Regions from separate parts of the Mus musculus genome. Here region 2 is linked to region 1. The links are chromatin contacts, called in public Hi-C maps. All regions are on one chromosome and are shown on one strand. Each heading gives the region's core, a stretch centred on a gene start, on an enhancer-like site or on the middle of the called end of the contact. The rest is flanking DNA. Distances are from core to core; before and after follow the strand shown. Region 1 overlaps Negr1 (neuronal growth regulator 1). Region 2 has its middle 50 kb from the start of Gm23379.

Region 1 (6,944 bases), core at 2,353-4,852:
CAAGGTTTGGAGCTGAGACAAAAAGATGGACCATCTAGAGACTACCATATCCGGGGATCCATCCCATAATCAGCCGCCAAAGGCAGACACCATTGCATACACTAGCAAGATTTTATCGAAAGGACCCTGATAGAGCTGTCTCTTATGAGATTATGCCGGGACCTAGCAAACACAGAAGTGGATGCTCACAGTCAGCTATTGGATGGATCACAGGGCCCCCAATGGAGGAGCTAGAGAAAGTATCCAAGGAGCTAAAGGGATCTGCAACCCTATAGGTGAAACAACAATATGAACTAACCAGTACCCCCTGGAGCTCGTGTCTCTAGCTGCATATGTAGCAGAAGATGGCCTAGTTGGCCATCATTGGAAAGAGAGGCCCATTGTTCATGCAAACTTTATATGCCTCAGTACAGGGGAACGTCAGGGCCAAGAAGTGGGAGTGGGTGGGTAGGGGAGTGGGGGAAGCGTGTGGGGGACTTTTGGGATAGCATTGGAAATGTAAATGAGGAAAATACCTAATAAAAAAAATTTTTAAAAAATGTTGCCATAGCAAACTTTTCCCAACCTTGAGCAAACTATCGCTTGTATTTTTACCATATAAGGTGAGGATGCGGAAAAAAGAACATAATAAAATTCTGGGAAGTAATTCTTCTTTCCTATTAATATTGCAATCCAGAATTGTATGCCCAAGGTTCATGACCTGTGCAGCACAAGGCGGCCAGGCAGTGATTGAGCACGGAAGTTCACGGTCATTACTGAACTTCTCCACAGCACAGTGCCAGCTGATTGACACTGATTGAAACTGAATATCCATTTTTCCTACTCTGTGGAATCTGTCAGAGGACTAAGGACATCATGGATTTATATGTGAGCCTCTTATTTCTAGTATATTCTTCAAATATCCAAAACTACCACACTTTGCTCTTTCTCAGAAAGACACTAAATCTTACCAAGGGTTTCAAAAATGGGTCTTTTGAATATTAAACACACACACACACAGAGAGAGAGAGAGAGAGAGAGAGAGAGAGACAGAGAGAGACAGAGAGAGACAGAGAGAGACAGAGAGAGAGAGATCTAAGGTAAACTTATTTCCCTCATTTATTGCTGCATAAAAATAATTCTTGAAAGATGAATATTTCAGAATAAAATCCCGGAATGTGTAGGACCATATTGTGTTTTGAAAATAGTACCATGAAAGGCGAAGTTAGTGGTGCTAACTGCAATTCCCTAAGCCTCAATTGTCCTCTGCATCAAAGATTCAGCTTTCTGAGGAATTACTGATGTCCTGGGTACTTAGGGCACCATGCTGTGCTTGTGCTCAAAATGGAGGACTTAGCCTATCTAACCCTCAACAAGGAGCACTTCCTGTAATGGATGAGAGCAATTCTATGTGATTTAAAGAAAAATAAAAAAAATATGGTTTGTCTAAAAATAATTCCCAATGGAAATATAATCTAAGACTTCTCAATTTGAAAAAAAAAAAAAGAAGAAGAAGGAAAAACTTGACAGACCACTGCATAAACCCAAATTTCTACATGTCAGTTCCTAATTTAGGATGAGGGCTGGTGCCTAAGAATGCTTCTGGACTGACTGTCGAGGTAGCAAAATGAACAGAGTTCAGAGCTATGCACATGTGGGAAAGCCAGTGGGTGAATTAGGATTCAGGGAATTGTTGAGATTGACTCATTTTCAATATCTACAAAGAAGCCAGTCTGGGGAAGTCAGCAGAAAAGCCTTTTGAGTAAGGACTTCTCTGCTAGTGGGCACACAGAAGGCTACCAGGCCTGGTGACAGTCCTAAAGATAGCAACTATGCCAGGCTCGAGGTGCAACACTTTGGAACCTCTCATTATTGTTCAAAGAAACACAAGCACTGAGACCTGGGTTGTAAGTACCTCTTTAAAGACCCCACACCTTATATTCATTCAACAGACTCTTATTGATAACCTGATAGATGATCAGGGTATAAAAAAAGAAATGTCTTGGCCTAGTTTCTTGGAGCATTCACTATCAAAAGAAGATGAGGAGGAGGAGGAAGATGATGAAGATGAGGAGGAGAAGGAAGAGGAAGGTAAAGAGAGTAACAACAGTGAGTGCTGCCAATGAAGAGAAGGAAGAGGAAGGTAAAGAGAGTAACAACAGTGAGTGCTGCCAATGAAAGCCAAGCAAAATATAAATTATATACTAGGAAGCAATGGGTATTATGGGGGAAAATGTATAGAACAATCAAGAGTAACAAGATGCTGGGGAAGAGTGTGCCATGGACTCCTCAACACGGGATCATTGAAAAGGTATATCTGAGCAGGGACGTGAAAGGGAGGCTGTTGGTGGCCTGGCTATCTGGGGAGGCCATTCCCACTTCAGGGATACCCCGCTGCCAAGATGCAAAGCTGACCTACATGAGCTGGACAGCAATGAAACGTGATTAAGGAGCAGCAGAGGCTGCAGGTCATAGGCAGCACAGTGCTGGATTGGGAGCTATCAGAAGGCTGTCAGCTTTTGCTCCCAATATCAAGTAGCACTCACTCTGGGTGCCTGGAATGGCATCAGTGCTAGAAGAGAAGAACACCCCACTGTTTGTTGTTCTGTTTCCTGTGGCTTTTTAATGGTTTTCATCAGGAAGCTTACGATCATGTTTCCATATGTAATAGGAACTGTCACCAGTTGTTTATGCATTTAGATTTGATTTTGTTTTCTACAAAAATTCATGAGGAAAGCTAAGAAATAATTTCTACTAACTTTCTATTCCAAAACATGCCAAGTATCAGTCCTGGAGATTTTCTGCTGGCCCTCAAATGGCGCTGGATGGCTTATAAAGTCTTTTTGGATTTAGGGAAATTACGACATTTGTGAGCTTCAATTCCAAGAAGCCTGGAATTTACAAACTACAGCAACCACCAGTGTGCATGGACATTTGTTCGCAGAAGCAGCTATCTTAAAAACAATGGTGTCTTGCCTCTCTTTCTTCTGATTCTCCCCTGTGCCAACGCTGCTTCCTAGAAGAGTTTTTGAAAACACATTGCAGCAACATAATAAGCTGACATGATGTATGTCTCTCAGACAACAGCCAGGTGGAGTTAAAAAGCTGGTGAAATATTTGTCCAATTATACTTTTGCAGTCTGAATTTTAACTGTATTCTCAAAGTCTACTACTAGTTTGTGAACATTCCTTTTTTTTTTTTTTTTCCTATCCTAAGCTATTTCTCTGAATCACTGCATGACCAATGTCACCTCAGTAAAAGGCTGTTTAGTCTAACTCACACACACGGATTTCTTGCCTGGGTCCATGGCATTAATATATTTTATCAACTGCGGCCCACACATGTGTTCACAGCCTTACATCATTGCAGCAAAAGCTGAGGGGATTTTGTTTCCCATCAAAAGGAAAAGGAGGTGATCAGGGATCTGAGTGGAGTTCCAGCATCTTTTTCTCCCACTAAAAATTTTTGTTATGCGTTATCATTTCTCTTCATCCCATGTTGAGACAGTTGCAGTCGGTTGGGCACTTGCTCTGCATCCCAAGCTGCAGTCATTAGTAGCAATGCCTGTTATGAAGGGCTGGCTTTGTCAGAGCTGAGAGCCCAGCCCTCCACTGCCCCAGCCAGTCTTAGTGGAGCTGCTCTTGGATGTGCGGGCAGGCTGGTTATTCTGCTCCTGCCTCTCATTTGAATAGAGGCCAGAAACACTGCCAATTATATGATGATGACAAATGGGAGCCTGGACTAGGCACCACACTCACTAGCCTTATTTCCTACAGCCCAGAGCATATGGATCACTCCAAGTAAGTGCTCAGGGAGTGCAAATTAGTGAACCTTGCAGAGAAGCCCAAATGAGCAAGTCTGCTAGTTTGTTCCTGCTGCATGTCATCCTGTCACTTCTCAAGTAACCCAAGAACATCTGAACTATTCTTATCCCAGGGCTCTGCTCAAGAGAGGCCCTGTGCTACTACTGTAGACGCTTCTCAGCACTGAAGGGCCCTGTCAGCTGTGTGCTACCTGCCTGCATTCCAAAGGACGAGTTGCTTTCTGATGTCAGCCAGCCACACACCACACACACCACGACCATGCCCCTCTACACCAGAGCTAAACCTGAGATCGGCATTTCCTCCATCCCCTAGACTCATTTGGGAAGGTCTGCACATTTAAGAGGTGTCAAGAGCCTTCTTCCTTTCTTCTCCTGAGGGTTTGTGTTCATCTCAGCCTTATTTGGTTACAAATAAATGCCCTATGGCAGAAGGACCAATTTACAGCCTATAGAGAAAGCTGCCAGTACCATCCACTGCAGTCTCAATGTACGTGTGTGTGTGTGTGTGTGTGTGTGTGTGTGTGTGCAGTAATGTACATGTGTATAAATGTATGGGAGTTTGGTATGTGTATACACATGTATATATTGTTGCATGCACTTATTTTTGTGTGTAAATGTGTGCACATATGTGAGCACATATTTATGTATGTATGTGTATATCTGTGCACATGAATGCATCTGTGCATGTGTATGTTTATGTGTATATGTGCATGTGTATATGTGTATACATGTGTATAAGTGTGTATGTGTATATATGTGTGCAAATGTATGTTGTGCAGGTATATGTGTGTGCATGTGTGTATGTATGTCCATATGTGTGTGAAGGTGTACAGATGTGTATGTGCCTGTGTGTGTGTTGATATGCGAATGTGTGTACATGTGTGTATGGCTATGCACTCAGCATCCTACTGGGTGGAACTTCCTCCTTATTAGCATAGCTCACAGAGATGTATGTATATGTACATTAGTTGTAACACACTGTCAGCAAGCAGTGGTTTTTCAATCAAATAGGCTGTCAGTCAAGCTGATCCACTAACAAGTACTCTGTCAAGCCGTGGCAGCTGCTGTCTTCACTACCTAAACAATGTGTCCTGTGCTAATGGTGACTTGTGTACTCCCGTTTATTACATAACATAATGAGCAGTGTCCTGAGAGGTCACTTCTCAGTTGGTGAATTTACAGATGTCAAAGCAGTGACTTTCTGGGGAGACTCTGGGTGAGCATTGCTTGGTGGATACTTTGATTAATTATCCAAAAATGGGTACTCCCCTGCCACATACCTCACAGGCCTGGACTGAGATCTCGTGGCATACCCAGGCTTCCTCTAGGTAACATGGACTGGACTGAGAATACACAGCATATTTCAGGTAACATGAATACAAAAAATAACAATGTCTGTTTTCACCCTTCAAAAACCCTATGCCACAGTGGTTAGATATTGTCTAGTCAGAAATTCAACTTTTTGATTAAAAAAAAATGTTAAGTACTTTTAAGTATTTAATACATGAAGACAGGGATTCTACCTCCCATTTCCTCCTTCTGGCTCATCACATATTCCCCACACATAGCTCCTCTCAACCTCATGTGTTTTTTAATAACCCACAAAAACAGTACTTCCCATGTGTAATAAATAAGAGCTTAATTCTCCATCCTGAGGTTAGACAGTTAAGTTCACCTACCTTCTTCTGCTCCTAGGATAACTCCTCTAGCCCAATGCTGACTTGTTGCTGAGGAGATTCTTAGTAGTGGCCACCCTGGGAAAGAATTAAGCAATGAGAGCGTCTAGTTCAGACACTTGGCACTTACAACTTCCTCTGTTCTTTTTTTTTTTTTTTTTCCATTTTTTATTAGGTATTTCGCTCATTTACATTTGCAATGCTATACCAAAAGTCCCCCATAGCCACCCACCCCCTCTCCCCTACCCACCCACTCCCCTTTTATGGCCCTGGCGTTCCCCTGTACTGGGGCATATAAAGTTTGCGTGTCCAATGGGCCTCTCTTTCCAGTGATGGCCGACTAGGCCATCTTTTGATGCATATGCAGCTAGAGTCAAGAGCTCCGGGGTACTGGTTAGTTCATAATGTTGTTCCACCTATAGGGTTGCAGATCCCTTTAGCTTCTTTGGTACTTTCTCTAGCTCCTTCATTGGGGGCCATGTGATCCATCCAATAGCCGACTGTGAGCATCCACTTCTATGTTTGCTAGGCCCAGGCATACTCTGACAGGAGACAGCTATATCAGGGTCCTTTCAGCATAATCTTGCTAGTGTATGCAATGGTGTCAGCATTTGGAAGCTGATTATGGGATGGATCCCCGGATATGCTAGTGTCTACATGGTCCATCCTTTTATCTCAGCTCCAAACTTTGTCTCTGTAACTCCTTCCAAGGGTGTTTTGTTCCCTCTTCTAAGGAGGGGCATAGTGTTCACACTTCAGTCTTCATTTTTCTTGAGTTTCATGTGTTTAGGAAATTGTATCTTATATCTTGGGTATCTTAGGTTTTGGGCTAATATCCACTTATCAGTGAGTACATATTGTGTGAGTTCCTTTGTGAATGTGTTACCTCACTCAGGATGATGCCCTCCAGGTCGATCCATTTGGCTAGGAATTTCATAAATTCATTCTTTTTAATAGCTGAGTAGTACTCCATTGTGTAGATGTACCACATTTTCTGTATCCATTCCTCTGTTGAGGGGCATCTGGGTTCCTTCCAGCTTCTGGCTATTATAAATAAGGCTGCTATGAACATAGTGGAGCATGTGTCCTTCTTACCAGTTGGGGCATCTTCTGGATATATGCCCAGGAGAGGTATTGCTGGATCCTCCGGTAGTACTATATCCAGTTTTCTGAGGAACCGCCAGACTGATTTCCATAGTGGTTGTACAAGCCTGCAATCCCACCAACAATGGAGGAGTGTTCCTCTTTCTCCACATCCACGCCAGCATCTGCTGTCACCTGACACAACTGGTTGTTATCATGTAGAAGAATGCGAATCGATCCATACTTATCTCCTTGTACTAAGGTCAAATCTAACTGGATCAAGGAACTTCACATAAAACCAGAGACACTGAAACTTATAGAGGAGAAAGTGGGGAAAAGCCTTGAAGATATGGGTACAGGGGAAAAATTCCTGAACAGAACA
Region 2 (6,944 bases), core at 2,686-5,185, 330 kb after region 1:
TGAGTCAGCCTGTTGACTGTATACCTCTAAATGCTGTTTAACACTTATTGAGTAATTGCTAATAACTTTACTTTAAAAATATGATCATATGCTTCTTGTATTTGAGATAAATAATAGTAGTCAGACAACATGGATTTATCTTTTTAGTAAATAATTATTGTGCATTCAGATTAAAATGGCTCAAAAGTGATCTGCAGCATTTATTTTTTTTTTTTATTTTTTTTTCCATTTTTTATTAGGTATTTAACTCATTTACATTTCCAATGCTATACCAAAAGTCCCCCAAATCCACCCACCCCCACTCCCCTGCCCACCCACTCCCCCTTTTTGGCCCTGGTATTTATAATACATGACATGATCAGTCTCATCAAAATAAAAAAAACAGTCTCCAAGCATTTTACAATGTAAAAGTATTCATCAGAGGCGACATGACCAGTCTCATTAAACACAGAAAGCAATCTCCAAGTGTGATGCACCGTAAAAGAAAATACAAAGGAAAAGATACAGAACAGGTTTCTTCTCCAACATTTATTCTTCAGGAACAGGTCTGATTCTTAGAACAGCCCTTGCAGACCAGACTGCTCGTTACAGTGCTGTCTTTGAGAGCTAGGCCTCTTTGCTTCTATCATAATGAGCTCTACAGAGAGAAAGCCGAGGAAAAGAGAGGAACAGAGGAACAGAGGAACAGAAGCGGGGTGTTCAAGAAGGGTGCCTTATCAGAACCAACAACACAAAAGCAGTCATAGCAAGGTGAATATTTTAGTCTTTGTGTTTTCAAGACAGCATATGAAGAACTTGGCAAAAAAAATATTTAAAACCTGTTCATTTTCCTTATAATCCTAAGTAGAGTCTTCAGGATTGCAGAGGCACATCCACACTGAGCTACTGCAGCCACATGGACAGATGTGTGGGGATCTATTGATTGCTCATTATTATGAAGTACTGACAGGAGGTTGCGAGGGAAATCAAGTTTTTTTTTAAATTGGCATTGAATAAAAAAAGTATGAGGTACCTTTTGGTTTTAGATGAATATATTTCACATAAGATGTCCTGAACATTTCTGGCCTTAACACACACACACACACACACACACAGAGAGAGAGAGAGAGAGAGAGAGAGAGAGAGAGAGAGAGAGAGAGGGAGAGAGAGAGAGAGAGATGCACGAACATATAAACACATATGCATTCATACATAGTCACACACAGAGAAACAGAAATGCATCACACATAAACATAAATGTGTATACACATAGTCTCACTCATATACACACACTCATATACGCCACACACACATACCACGCATTCACACACACATATATATATACACACACATATACATACCACATATATACACACATGTACACAGACACAGATGCACAGATGCATACATACACAGACACACACACACACATATTCCTCAGTTAATGGCAGCAAAAGTACTTCTGGGGCCACTTTTGGTTAATAGTCAAAACCAACAGGGGGACCCTAAAGGTCACATCCTAATAGAACAAGATTACCGACATGGCTCTCTGGATAGCAGTGAGATGCTGAGCTCTGACCCACATGCTCCTCATAAGAGTACATCCATTACAGCCAATCATTGTAATCAGCCTTATAATCAATATATGTCATTGAGAAAGAATGTGAGAACTGATCAAAATCTAATACAAAAACTGGAATTCATGCTCCAAGAAGAAATTATTTGATTTCTACAATTTTTAACTCCTGAGTCTACAATATCCTGTCAATTTGTGAGTTTCCATCCCCCTGCAAAATGTACCCTAAAAACAGAGCAATAAGACATGATTGGTAGAGTTCTTGAAATAATTTGTGCTGGTGGCTGGGGAAATAGCTCAGTTGGTACAGTGTTTCATGGGGACCTGAGTTCAGTCCTCAAACCCACATGAAAGTTGGGCTTTGTGGTGTACACTTGTAATCCCAGTGCTGGAATGTGGAGACAGGATGATGTGTGGGCTCACCAGCTAGGCAGTCAGCCTAGCCTAATCTGTGAGTCCTAGGTCCCAGTGAGAGATTATCCCTCAAAATAAAAGGTAGGCAGCTCCTGAAGGATGACAGTATCAAAGGTTGGTCTCTGGCCTACAAACACAGAGAGAGAGAGAGAGAGAGAGAGAGAGAGAGAGAGAGAGACAGAGACAGAGACAGAGACAGAGACAGAGAGACAGAGAGAGACAGAGAGACAGAGAGACAGAGAGACAGAGACAGAGATACACATTCATATACCCACCACCCACCCACCACCACCCCACACCTACACACAAATGCATGTTAGAAAGGGATAAATGAATGGAGACTTGAATACAAGAAACATTTTAAAGCCTATAAAACAAGTCTGGAAAACAAACCACGTGAGTACGTTCAGATGAGAAGTTGGTTTGTTTCTAGTAAGTGCCACACAACCATCTCCCATCTTTCCACAATACTCTTCTTCCTCAGCATACAGAACTGAAAGTGTTGAACATGTGCCGAAGGTATCAATATGAACGCTTGCCAGTTAATACAAATGCAAATACACTTGGGTCTTAAAACACATTTTCTTCTTCCCACAAGCGTGATAAATACAGGCCACAGAGATCCAGGACCTATGCAATAAGTTTTGTCACTGATCCTGGCACAATGAACTGGAAAGGCAGGTAACTGTCATCCCTGGAACCTTCCCACACTCCTGCTTCTGGATATCTTGGTAGGCATCTCTCCTGTGATTTGGGGGAGTCCTTCGATGGGCCTGTTCTGGTACACAGACCTGAACTACCATCTTCAATCTCCCACACAGTGATCACATATGGCAGATTAATGTCAGCGAGTCTTTGCAAAAGCAAGGTTCATCATCAGAATTTTCCTCTAGTACTGAGTTATGACCTAATGTGTTTCCCGGCAGTGCCCCAAGGAGATGAAGAAAGACGGTTGGAAACATTACAAGGTGTCCATAAAAAAGGGTCTTCTTTGCCATCATTCAGATAAAAGCAAGGAAAAGACTGATGAAGCGATCATTTCCAGAAATCAATGTACTGCACGATCATTGAAGTGCACCTGGCAAAATGTGACGGTGATCACGCTTTGAATGTCATTTTAACATATTAATATGACAGGGTACACACATTGCTGATGCTGCAAGTCACTCACTTTGGATGGAGCCGTTGCACCTTGCTAAGGGCTCGAGCATGCGGATAGACTGTAAATGGGGTTATAGGTTTGGTTTTGATTCCTATATGAACTATTTGATGTGGTTCTCTTACAGGGCTGAAGCCACACTCATCACAGTGACAGAGTGCATGTTACTGGTCTCATGGTGAGACACTGTGGTTGTAGGATAGACCAGCCATTCCTTTGATTTTGTGCCCCCAAATTGATGTTTTTATTGTTGATTTTCTTTTGTGTCAGACACTCAATCTCCCTGAGACAAAAAAAAAAAAAAAAAAAAAAAAAAAAACCACAGACATTGCTAGCACTCAGTATATGTTGAGACAAATTTAAAAACAAAAACACAGCAAAATATGTAAATGTAGACCTGTCGGTTGGCTTAAGGTCCTATTTACTCATGTTTCCAGGCATGAAGCTCTGCTTCTGAGTTTGGTCCACATGGTTCCTGGATGAGTTTTGAAAAAGGAGACAGTTCACTGTATAAGAGCCATGAGAGATGAGAGAGCTAGATACACACAGCGCCCTGGTCTGAACTCCGGGGAATGCCACCACCACATGGGTTGTGCAAGTGTCATCCGAGGTTCTGTTATTGCTTTTGCTTGACGAATTATCCTCCTACCTAAGGTGCTTGTGTGCAAGGAGAATTTTAACTCCTCCTGCAATGAACAGTAGAATTCTCTCACTTTTGTTCCAATATAAGGGGCTGTAGAAAGCAGACTGGCACCCTGTGCCCACTTCAGAGCCTCACACCTCTCTGCCTCTTTGGTTCTCAATGCCCTCATGAGGGTGCTGTAGAGACGACTTCCACAGATTTCCCCAGCTGCCATGCAACTGCTATCCGTTTACATTTACATACAGCAACTCTGCAGTGGCTGGGCCCATTAGATTCTCTAGTTAAGGAAATACATTAGTCAATTGCCATAGAATCCAGTAGGGTATGAACTATACAAATGGCATTTTACCTGAGGTGCTCGACCATCCATTTGGCTTCGTTGAGGTGTATATTACCAGAAGAATTTTAATCTGTTCCAAATGATTGAGATTCTCAGTACTGGGGAGAAAAGAGTGACTTTAAAAAGTCCATTTTGCCAAAAACTTCATGATTGAAATTATATCCTAAAGAAAAAATTTTAATCCTTCTGTGTCTCTTTCTGGTGTAAGCAGATGCAACCTAAAATTACTCAAATATTTATATTTTGTCAGTGGCTTTAATCCATTTTGTCACGTAATTGTACAAAGCTATCTTCTACAGAATAGCTTCTACTGGTATTTTTGAAATAATTTTTCATAATAGACATGGATAAAAAAGCTACAGATGGGGTTTTACATACAGTTGTTTGCTTAGTGGATGGAATGTTGGATCCTTCACCCATTAAATGCATCCTCACCACAGATTCACTGCACCTGCTATTTCACATCTCAGTATGTTCTGTGTTGAATATTGATGGCCCTTTGAAGATACCACAGATTGAAAGAGTAGACTGAAAAAGTAGAAGCAGCCTGATGCTGACATCTGCTGGACACACAGCCAGATGCATCAGACTCAACTGTTAACTGTAAATAGGAAAGACCAAAGCAAAACAGAACTTCACTTTACTTAATATGTCATTGCTCCTATTTGTCTGCAAAGCCACTACTTATATTTATGCTAATGTAGAGAGGGTTGGCACTGTGGGGCCTAAGAGTAAAGGCAGAGAAACTGTAACGTTCTCAATGGGGCTGAACTCAGAAACAATGCCAGGCAGACTAGTGATGATACATTTTTGGGCCACAGATCTAACTCTGCAGCAAATGCTATAACACAGGCAACTCCTCTACCATGCTTTTCTGAATGTTAAATAGTTGTCTCTATATTAAGTGTTCTCCACCCAGTGAGATCTCTTTGGTAGGCTTTTCATGGATTCTATGAATCTATGGATTATATTATAAATTAGAGTTTCACTTTGTCAAGGTAGGTTCAGTTGTTGGATAAGTTGGATAACAAGAACAGTGGTATTTGGGTTTGGATTATGGCCCAGACTCTCACATGTACCTCTAAGTGTAGGATAATTCATAGGTTAACTTATTAATGACTTCATTCAGCATATATGCTGTGAGTGAGGTCACTTGAAATGAGACCAAACTCCTAAGGTTTTAAGCCCATGGCTCAATGCTGAGAAAGAATGCCTCACGTCCCACAGATCCACACAAGGTACTCTCCTCACCAACTGAACATTGAGCCCCATGGACAGCACCTCCGTGCTTTCCATTGCCAGCCCCAGCTGTCTCTTTCTAGTTCTTGTTTCTTGATTTGGCTGTTCTGATACTTCATATGCAGGAAATCTTATGTATTCATCCTTCTGGGGTAGACTTATTTTACTTAGCATAATGTCTTCCAAATTCATCTACCATATTGAGTATAGCAGGATTTCCTTGTTTTGTTTCATAACTGTCTGTTTGGGGAATATGGAATCTTTACATATAAAAAAATGAAATTTAATACATGTATGGAACACACAACAATATATTAAAATTTTAGACACAAGACCAGAAACTGAAATTCCTCAAAGAAAGTGCAAGTGAAACGGTTCTTCAAACACAGGGCCAACAAACACAGCTGAACTATTATAGAAAAGTCAAAGCTACATTGGCAGGATGACTTCAAATCCAAAGGTTTCAACACAGCAGACGAAACAAATGAATGTGACAGGGATCCACAGAATGGATAGCACACTGAGAACCACATATATGGTCAGTGATTGATAATCAAACCGTATGTGAAATGCCTACAACTCAATAGTAAATAATAACAAACGCTTAATAAAAACATGAGCAAGGGGCTCAAAGGCAACATATAAGTGGCCTGTAGTTACAGGAGCAGATGCTCACCATTGATGGTTATAGAAGGAATGAAAACCAAAGCCACAGCAAGACACCTCATCATGTATGGCAGCATGGCTATCATCAAGGCACAAGGGCTGGTGAGGACATGAGCTAACATCATTTGTATACTGGTGATGTAAATAAAAATGGTGCACCCACTAGGAAAGTGGTATGAAATTCCACAAATTAAATTAAATTTAATTTAATTTTAAAAATTACCGCATGGAATCAGAAACCATAATACATAAGCAAAAGATCTGCAAGGGTTTTTAATTTTTTTATTTTTAAATCTATATTTTATTAGATATTTTCTTTATTTACATTTCAAATGCTATCCCGAAAGTTCCCTATACCCTACCCCCACCCACTCCCACTTCTTGGCCCTGGCATTCCCCTGTATTGGGGCATATAAAGTTTGCAAGACCAAGGGGTCTCTCTTTCCAATGACGGCCTACTAGGCCATCTGGTTAGTTCATATTGTTGTTCCACCTATAGGGTTGCAGGCCCCTTCAGCTCCTTGGGTACTTTCCCTAGCTCCTCCATTGGGGGCCCTGTTTTCCATCCAATAGATGACTATGAGCATCCACTTCTGTATTTGCCAGTCACTGTCATAGCCTCACATGAGACGGCTATATCAGAGTCCTTTCAGCAAAATCTTGCTGGCATGTGCAATAGTGTCTGGGTTTGGTAGCTGATTATGGGATGGATCCCCGGGTAGGGTAGTCTCTGGATGGTCCATCCTTTTGACTTAGCTCCAAACTTTGTCTTTGTAACTCCTTCCATGGGTATTTTGTTCCCCATTCTAAGGAAGAATGAAGTATCCACACATTGGTCTTCCTTCTTGATTTTCTTGTGTTTTGCAAATTGTATCCTAGATATTCTAAGTTTCTGGGCTAACATCTTCTTATCTGTGTGTGTATATCA

The links. A called contact is a pair of places that touch in the nucleus more often than the background predicts.
Region 2: a contact with region 1 is called in a Hi-C map of cortical neurons, with 2.1 times the contacts expected there. The contact joins two enhancer-like sites. A contact is called at or near these places in 4 of 484 Hi-C or Micro-C datasets (cerebellar granule neurons, cerebral cortex, cortical neurons and 1 more).

What each region holds. Positions count from the first base shown.
Region 1 is chr3:157,111,594-157,118,537 of GRCm38.p6, forward strand. The region is part of intron 4 of Negr1 (neuronal growth regulator 1); the gene reads left to right. Among named protein-coding and RNA genes, the nearest start is that of Gm24373, 96 kb to the right of the region's middle. Within about 2 kb of position 3,603, at least 49 of the 459 cell types and tissues checked have an H3K27ac peak or open chromatin away from gene starts, as enhancers often do. A contact at or near this core is called in cortical neurons, where this site is marked.
Region 2 is chr3:157,445,331-157,452,274 of GRCm38.p6, forward strand. No RefSeq gene overlaps it. Among named protein-coding and RNA genes, the nearest start is that of Gm23379, 50 kb to the left of the region's middle. Within about 2 kb of position 3,936, at least 3 of the 459 cell types and tissues checked have an H3K27ac peak or open chromatin away from gene starts, as enhancers often do. A contact at or near this core is called in cortical neurons, where this site is marked.